Linked DNA regions of Bombyx mori: region 2 is linked to region 1. Evidence: chromatin contacts called from public Hi-C data. All regions are on one chromosome and are shown on one strand. Each heading gives the region's core, a stretch centred on a gene start, on an enhancer-like site or on the middle of the called end of the contact. The rest is flanking DNA. Distances are from core to core; before and after follow the strand shown.

Region 1 (4,922 bases), core at 1,073-3,572:
GATCGGGGAAGGTCTCTTACCAAACTTTGTTCTATGGTATACATTGAAATTAATTAAATACTCTCTGATTATGCATATAGTGACGAAGCGTAGCGTGCTCGAGTTATTACCCCCGTACAACGTTTTGAAGTGCAAAGGAATCATACTCTTTCGCCTGAAGACAAGGATACCAGCAATGTAATGAAAATAAGAAAAAAAAAACAATTGATATCACTTTAACTACGATTGTTAGAACACGAAGTTCTGAAAGAACAAAATCTACTATCGATTCAAAAATGGACCATAGTGCTTAATAATAAATATATATATTTTTCAAAAAGTTTTCAAAATTAATCTTTTCTGATTTTAATACAAAAAAATCAAACATAATCTTGAGAGCATTGCTAACGAGTTTTTAAAGCTCTAAGAACCACCCGAGAAATTTTTTAAACATATCTATCAATGAAGTACTGAATACTGCTGGCAAGACCTCTTGTAAGTCCGCACGGGTAGGCCACCCCGCCTATTACTGCCATGAAGCAGTAATGCGTTTCGGTTTGAAGGGTGGGGTAGCCGTTATAACTATACTCAGACCTTAGAACTTATTTCCATTGTAACTATACTGAGACCTTAGACCTTATTTCTCCAGATGAGTGGCGCATTTACGTTGTAGATGTCTATGGGCTCCAGTTACCACTTAACACCAGGTGGGCTGTGAGCTCGTCCACCCATCTAAGCAATAACAAAAAGTCCGAGCTTGAACCCGCGAATCTTACATCAAGACAGGCTTGGTACCGTCGCCCCTACCTTGGAGGTCCTGATCGGTACTAGCTGAAATACGTAAAAGGCACGTAACTACTTCCTTCAAAATCAAAACGGCTTTCCAAAATACAAATATCTAAAGTAAAATTGGCTTCAGAACAGAGCACAATCAAGTTAACTTATGAAGGTGTAGCTACGCCTACAAGGATTTTATTTTAGATCGCAGTCGAAGCAGATTTTTAAAAATAAATCTTTAGTAGTTTCAGGTTATTCCTGAATAATTGGCTCAGATTGAAACGGACTTTAATGTTATCGTTTTGTATGACGATCCTAAAACGATAAGTTTTTCGTAATTTAAGTAACTGACCGTAAAACTGATTACAGTGGCTTTAAAAACAACAAAAAACAAAAGAAAATCGTGGCGCTTCCTTTTAGTTATACGACTTTTTAAACGCACGATACATATGTGAACTATTTAAAAAAAAAAAATAACAATTGCTTCAACTAATTCCGACTGAAAAATTCATAAAATAGCTGTAATACAAAAGTGCATTTTCGAACTTATTGAAACTACAATATTCAAAATAAAGAAAATATATTTGTAACCAGCCAGTAACCGACTACCAAAAACAATGTAAACTCGTCAGAAATCACTCAAAGAAGACATATAATTTAATTATGTTAATTAAATATTTGATCATAGCTTAATTACTTTTGGAGGTTTTTACTAAGTTATGGGATACCTAGCTATGAAAGCTATGACGAATCTAGGGCCTAAGAAACTGTCGAGAAAAATATACAAGCTTTTTTTCACCTCATGGTTATTTGGTGTGAGTCCACGGCGTGAGCACCGTTGTACATACATCATGAGGCTTGATGATCATATCCCGATCGTGATATAATCACGTATATATATTATAATATCACGTCATATGTATTTATATATTAAACAATACATGAAAATGAATTTACGACGAATTTGGCATTTATTTACTTCTTGAAGCGAGAAAGTGAATTAGCTAAAAAATTGCTTAGTACAATAAATATGGTTAGATTTTATGTAAATATAATAATTTGTTAATACTTTTTATGTAAGCAAAACTTCTAAGCTTAGCATCGACCAATTTACACACAATTCCGAATACTTTTTTCTAATTTATAAGCTAGCTATTAGCAAAGTGGATCTGGCATAAGAATTTGATTAAAATTATTCAACAACATTTTCAAGAACTACAAACATTAAAAGTAGGTAAGTAAAACTTGAAACAAGATAGTATATCCACATATTAAGCATGGAAAACGACAAATTAAAGACGAGGAGATAACAGTCCCATTCTTTCGTGCGCGTACAAAACCTAATTCATTGCTTCATTTGAATAGACGACGTACATCGGTAAGTAGCGGGCCAGCAAGCTACATCGACGTCGGAAATAGCCTCCTACGACGAGGCAAAAGGCGCCGTATTCTTCTTATAACTTTACGTGTTTCTATCCAGTCGAGACGAGCTGTGTACATCTCCAGTCGAGAACGTACCCTTCCGAGTTTAAGAACCCCATCAAATACCAAGAAGCTACAACTTTAGGTGTCTTCTGAATTTTGGCGTGTTATACTTTACGGAATGTTTTCCTACGGCGTTTTATCTCTCTCTGCTTCTCTGCTCTTTGACTTCGCCTGACGTAGTTGACCTCAAATTCTTAATATCGTTCTTATAAAGAGAATTCTAAGGAATAAACTTCCGCGACAAGCGTCGAGAGCGGACTGGTTGTCTCGGATGTTTTAGGGCTCATTAAGATACCAGAAATTATGGTTTTCGCAAAGAGGAATATAGAGAATGAAAATCGAGAAAGTGTAATAAAATTCTCGGTTTCGAAATTAAAGTTATTTTTATGGAGACAAGTATTTGCCGCTTAGTACCTACTACTATTTTTCGTCTGAACCTAGTATTTATAAAGCTCCTAACGGTGTTATTACTTCAAATAATTCAGCTCCCTTTTCTTTACATTGATATTAATGTGAAATAGAGTTAATTATGTTAGTGCGGAAACATAACTAGAAGCGAGCATTTGGTAATGTTGCGGGTAGTGTCATTCAAGGCTGGCGTATATTTCGGCAGTGTATGTGAAATGCGGGCGAGTGAGTGAGGGCGGCGCGGGCGGCGTCGACGCGCGATTGTCAAACCGGCGGCCGCTGACGCAACGCGCGACCTCTTTGTCCGGAGTCCGACGGAATGGCCGCGGAGCCGGCCTCGCCTGCGCCACACCGCTGTCCGCGCTCGAGTAATTACGAATGTCAAATGTTATCGCACGCAACCGTCCGCCGCACCGTCCGCACTCCGCTGCGCCGCTCTTCATAATAATAAAACCTGATATTTAAAACGGAACGTCCTTCTAACGCCGTGTAGTTGCGCCGACGCCAATCTACGATAATAATAAGCTGACTGCCTAGAAAGCTTTACGCTGAACCGCTGCACACTCTTGTATGAATAGACGGTCTCGAATGCGAAGCGCTGTAGCGCTGAGTGCGCGCGCCACGTAGCGCTCACATAAGTACGGCCAGTTCTATGCGCGCCTGTATAGCTATTAAATGTATATAGAATATATAGTAGTAATCGCTCGACGCAGCGGTATTATGTCGGAAATATACCGGCGGCCCCGCGCCTCAAGCCGATTCACCATTTCACGATTTAGTTTGTATGGGAAGTTTAATTTCGATTTTTAAAAGCATTGGTAAGAGTTATCGAATTGGTTCTTTTGGTAAAATATAAAGCATAACTTAAGCCTTCCTTAATGCTATATAGAGTGAGTCTAGTGTATCGAATTTTAGAAATAAATACATCAGGCGAGCTTTTTTGTAGGGTTTTTTTTTACTATTTTCAAGACTATTTTGACTTTACTATGCATATCACATATATTTAATTTAATATTTAAGCATTTTTTTGTTTTTTCAAAACTTAATACACAATGCCTATAATTATTTTTAATCAGAGAAAACAGTATAGGAAACCTATATACATTAAATACATATGAACAAAAAAATACTTTTAAATCACTTCTATATTGGACATAATATAACCACGTATTTTGATAGTACCTTGTAACATTGATTCTTCTGAAAAAGCTATAATATTGGATATTATAGCATTAATGAGTCAAACATTTATTAATATTATTATTTATTATTATTGTCTTTATTAACAATCTTAATTCATATTTAGGTGCATACTATTAATGTAATTTTCTAAACGTTTGACATCAACAAAGATTGTTTTGTTTTTGCATAGGCCTCCCCCAAATCCTGCCATAAGCCCCGGTCGTGGCATTTCCTCTTCCACGTAGAGATCTGCAATGGCCTTTATGTCATCTACCCACACTCGGAACGGTCGTCTTTTTAATCTTTTCCCCTCTCGAGGTTACCATTCAGTTACTAATTTAGCCAATTTTTCTGTTTTGCCTCTTATTAGATGAAGTGCCCATTTCCACTTTATTTTTTTAATTGTGTATGATACGTCCAATATTTTTGTTTTTGGAACGAAGTTCCTTATCGCGCGTTGTGAAAGGGGGCTAGACGGAAAAAATTCTTACGAAAATTGTTACGACACTTTTTGTTATAAATTCTTACGAAAAGTTGTCACGACACTTTTTGCTATAAATTCTTACGAAAAGTTGTCACGACACTTTTTAGATCCGTCATTCTGACCAATCAACGTGTAGGCGCTTATCGCGTGACATTGCTCGTATCCGATTGGTCCGCGTAATGAGTACAGTTTCTCGAGATAGCGTTTCAACAATAGTAATTTAGTTCATAGTATTGTGTTTTTTTTCTTCATAATGCCGTAATTTATTATTATAACTTTAAAAAAAAATTACAATTCCTTCACTAATTAATCGAAAGGAACTTCGTTCCATCCGGGTGTCCCTTGACACCTCTGAAGTTTTCATCCAGATATATTTTAATTATGTTTTATCCTTTCTTTTACCATTTAACATGCTTCTCTTCTTCTCTTATCATTTAGCATTTAACATGCTTCTCTTTCTTCGCTCTACATTTATTATATGTAGTATAAATTTTTCTGACTGTGAATACACAGATGTGGTTTCGACTCACTCGTTGCTAATTGGCTAATGAATCCCATGAACGTATTTTGTTTTAAAGTGGTTTTCGTTATTTTATTAAAATCAGTC
Region 2 (4,922 bases), core at 1,742-4,241, 43 kb after region 1:
CGGAAGCTCGGAGGCGGTTTTGGCGGGCGACGCGGCGATTTATTTTAGGGGCTCGGGGGCAACCACGGTAATTCGCGGGGTGACCCTGTGTTCGACACAGGACGCAGCTAGGCGGTTCCGTCGCGGTTTTTTGGTCGCGAGCGCAGAGGGCCGTGGCGTGATCGCCCAAACACTTAACACATCGGGGGCGCGCGTGACAGTTACGGGAAGAGTGCCCGTACAATTGACAGTTATGGCACTGGCTAGGAGTGCCTTTTTTATGGGGGGCTTCGACAGCGATACCAGAGAGCCTACAGACGGTCTGTGTGTTAAAGATTTTCTTACCCTCGGGGGTAGGCTGGAGAGCGACTAGAACCATATTATATGGCTCCCTACCGCGACCGGTGTGCATACGGTGCACAGAATTCACTGGTAGGCCTTGTTCTAACAGGTCGGCTTTTACGAGCTCTACATCTAACTCTTTAGGGATTCCGCGTATTACAACGCGGAGTTCGCGCTCCTCCTGGAGCGTATACGTATGGAAACTTATACGCTCCTTACGGAGGTAAGAAGAGAGGGCCCTATGGTCGTCGGGTGTTTGAACCTTAATTTGAATGCCGTTCTTGAGGTTACGGGCATTCGTGAAATTTATATTTTTGGCCTTAAGGGCTAGGCAAACTCGATCCCAAGCTGCCTTCTCCTGAAGGATAACCGGGGGAGGGGTCTGGGTTTTATTTTGTGCCACCGGACGCGGCGACGGAGTGGCACGGGCTGGGGGCAATTGTGTTGTAATAAGAGCTGTCGTGCTTTGAAACGCAATGTTGGACTGCTTCGTGGCAGAAAGTACTCAGATTAATAAAAAATATCAAAAAAATGTTTTTCTAATAATTTTCGTTAAATATTAAACAGTCGCGTTATTATTGAATGAAGCTATTTATAAATATCATAATAAGTATGTACACTTATGTAATAAAAAAAATATAGTGCTCGAATATCGCGAAGTTAAAATAACAACAAAGCTATAACAGTTCTAAGTGAGGTTTCATAAACTTAGCTACTGTGCTACTTGCGGTATCGGTGGGATGTGTTTTCCTACAAGCGTGAGTCATACATATGAAGCACGGGGCTGCCCAGTTTGTATGTATGTCTAGAACGGATTCAGGAATACTATGTGGATACGTATTCCTCCAGTACGATTGGCATGCACATAGATAAAAAAACAGTTCTTACGTTAATGATACAATGACAAATACCTTCCCTAAAGTACCGGCAAATGTAACAAGTTTCAAATCAGCCGAATAAATTACACATTATGTACATGTGTGCAAACATTTAGGTCACAAACAAACAACCACTCAAATATTAATGTTTATCTAAACACTTATGCATAAAAATGTGCACCTAAGCAAATAGCCTATTTCATTTACTCATTAATTTATTTTGATATGTATTCTTAAAATTAGTAGGGCAGGCTCTAGCGATTTTGTTTACAAATTTTGATTTATTCAGAAAAGTAGAAAAAATACATGTAAACCATTCCTTTTGATCATAGATCAATAGACATGAAACATCTCCCTACAAGTGTCCATTACGTGTTTTAAGTCTATGGTCGACTATAGTCTATGGTCGACTATAGACTATGCTCACATATGTTTAAAGGTTTTTACATCGCGCGTCCGGCCCTGCGTCTCGTAAATAGCGGCCACCGATAAGGCCTGCAGCTACACGTGATAAGATCACGTGGTCGCAGCTCGGAATCTCGCTGAAACGGTTCAAGGTCGCACTACACCTGTACCGAAGTCTTTATTAACATTTGTTTTAAATCCTTAAAAAATGAAAAATAAAGCAAAAAATGCTCTGAAGCTTTACATTCGGTTTTTCCTTGTTGAAATATAGAAAATGGTGCTAGCGTATCAGCTTCAAAATACAATGGGAGCCTTTGGTCTTACTTTTGTAATAACGCTAGAAATTCATGAATACAATATAGGTACATCCAAAAAGATATGAAAAGTTATCTTGGAGTATTAGCAGTAGTAGTTACTACACTTCTACTACTTTTAAAGTAGGTACCTCCTACATTTCTAATTTTGTCACAAAACAAGCAAAACCTTAGATAACCAAAATGCGTTGCAGTACCTATCCCGCCAAATTTTATTTTCCCGCGTTGCTATCGCCATATTTCATCGGTGGGTCTGGCGGCGGGAGCGTTCAGAATCCAATAATTTTGTCTATGACAATATCCCTGAGACCAAAATAGATAGGCCGGAGTTGTTCTTTGTAGCAAGCAGCCCCTAAATAGAGTGCGTAATAGGAAGGGGAGGTCGGAGAGGGCGACCGTCACCCCGCGCATGCGCTCCACTCCCCACGATAATATCGCTTTTGTGTTTTTGTTTTATACTGGCTTGTTTAATAAATTTTAGTGTTCAAAATACCTACCTACCGTGACATAGGTATGGATTTATTTATTAAATTACCATAAACGAGTTGACTAGTTCATAGCCCGATTGATGTTAAGCGGTCACCAGAACCCAAAAACCTTACAATGCGATTTTTTTTTAATCGCTTATATGGGTGGACGTTCTCACAGCCCACCTGGTGTTAAATGGTTACTGGAGCCCAAAGACATCTACAACGTAAATTAGCCACCCACCTTGAGATACAAGTTCCAAGGTCTCAAGTATAGTTACAATGCTACTACTACTACTAAAACTAAATACTACTAATGTTATGCGAATGCTACTACCCTCCTTGTGAGATAAGGTCTATAACTTTCAGTACATTAATATTCAATCATCTTATTCACTAATAGAATTATCACATAAAATACTCGCATTTTATATACATTTTACGTCATTGGTGATTTAGAAAGAAGAAAAGAGTATGAAAACTACTTTAGTCAAATGAAGATTATATTGTGCATGATAATATGTTCACTTATTACTGTGGGATATGCATTATATACAGCCGCACAGAGCAGGAGATGTCGAAGGGTGCGCGTGTCGGCGTCCGGCAGATGTGCGATGCACGTGGCGGCCGAGCTGCGTACAATGGAACGCACTCCAACATGGCGGCTGGATACCTTTCCCGCTCTTTTTACTTTTAAATCTCCTGTCTACAAATGTACAAAACATAACTGCGCAGTAAATATGTGTTAAATAATAGAAATTACAATTAAGATTTTGCAATAGTATTATTCGTTACCGTGTGCTGTGTTCTTTATAAATAATAGAGAAAACGATAAGAGCTCAAAATATTAATAGCATCGAAATAAACATAGATGAAATAATGTTAACGATGTTGATTGAAGCTTACTTTTTTAATTTCCTACCTATGCTGATAGCCTTGAGAGGCTATTTCAGCTTCACCCTAACGTTTGTAGGTGAGCTCACGGGGCTCAACCAGAGAGTTGCTAACACTGACCCTAGCAAGAGCAGTGCTTCGCAGAATCTACCAACGGATCGGAAACGCGACCCTGAAGCTTACGATAGATACTCTACAAATCGAAAGGCACAATTTCTGACACATTGCCTAAAATATCAGTAACGGGAACTGTTCAAATGATACCTTTAAAAGCTTAATTATCTTTTTATTTGTTGCTTGGATGGGTGGACGAGCTCACGGCCCACCTGATGTTAAGTGGTTACTGGAGCCCATAGACATCTACAACGTAAATGCAAGGTGGGTGCATCTTGAGATATAAATTCTAAGGTCTTAAGTATAGTTACAACGACTGCGCCACCCTTCAAACCGAAACCCATTACTGCTTCATGCCAGAAATAGGCAGGGTCCCACCTACCTACCTACCCTACTACCCACCCTACTTACCCGTGCGAACTCTACACGATGTTATTCCTTCACCGTGGAAGTCAATCGTGAACATTTGATAAGTACGTATTTCATTAGAAAAATTGGTATCCGCCTGCGGGATTCGAACACCGCTGCATCGCTCGACAGGAATGCGTTTTAACCTTTAGGCCACGACGACTTAGTTCTTCTCTGAAGGGTGGGACAAAGGACCTTTATAATTTCAACATCGTTATTCAAGATAGGTAGCGTAGTACCACTGTACTCTTTCTACGCTTAATACTGTACCTCCCTATCTTGACTAGTATAAACAACCTTGGCGTTAAGTTTGAATTGGAATCCATTGTACAGAAAGTCCGATAAATAAAAGAAAAAAGCGCCAAATCTGTTCGTTTACTTAGCATTTACTTACGGCAAAGATAACTTACACCGTGTTCGAAGTTATTATTGGTTATTTGGTAGTGCATTCACAAAAACATGGTAAAGTGATGTGATTGATAGTTCTCTAGAATGTACATATATTTTGGGAACGGTGTGGTCGTTGTCTGGTTTTTCCAAAATAGCGGAGTTGTTAAGCAAGCATTGGGCAAACTACTAAAAGGTAAAGGTAAAAGGTGGAGGGAAATCGTACGGGAGAAACTGATGCAGCGGGGGAGTCTCGACCCTCAGTAATGAGGAAAACGACGCGAGGAGGAGGATACTACTTTTGGTCATAATAATATATTATGATTCATAACAATGGCTGAAAAGGGGCGTTCTAGGTTCATTTTTGAATTAAAGTGGGTCTAGCCTCTATTATTCTAAAGTTGCGATATGTAAGTTTTGGTTTGTAATTCAATCGTATCTCTATGTCAACCGTAGGTACCTCTTTTGTTTTGTTTTAATTGTTATGTGCCCTATCTATATTTCAATGTTAATTGGGTAAATGAGATAGTGCTATACTTCTCGAAATACATGGTTTAACTACTTCTGTTGTACTTTATAGTTTATAGCGTTATACCAGTGTTTGTCTAGTTTTCAAAATTCGACCAAAATCACTGACACCTCAAGGTTTAAATTCGTTTTTTGGATATCGTTTTTCTTTTGTTTTGATAATCATAGTTTTTCATGTTAAAGGTGGAAAAAACTTTTTAATGTTT

What was found. Hi-C and Micro-C count contacts between places; a contact is called where the count stands out from the background.
Region 2: a Hi-C map of whole pupa shows a contact between it and region 1, with 4 times the contacts expected there. The contact joins two enhancer-like sites.

Annotation. Positions count from the first base shown.
Region 1 is chr25:6,898,434-6,903,355 of ASM3026992v2, forward strand. No RefSeq gene overlaps it. Among protein-coding and RNA genes, the nearest start is that of LOC134201361, 3.0 kb to the right of the region's middle. Within about 2 kb of position 2,323, at least 1 of the 8 cell types and tissues checked has open chromatin away from gene starts, as enhancers often do.
Region 2 is chr25:6,940,425-6,945,346 of ASM3026992v2, forward strand. No RefSeq gene overlaps it. Among protein-coding and RNA genes, the nearest start is that of LOC119630593, 18 kb to the right of the region's middle. Within about 2 kb of position 2,992, at least 8 of the 8 cell types and tissues checked have open chromatin away from gene starts, as enhancers often do.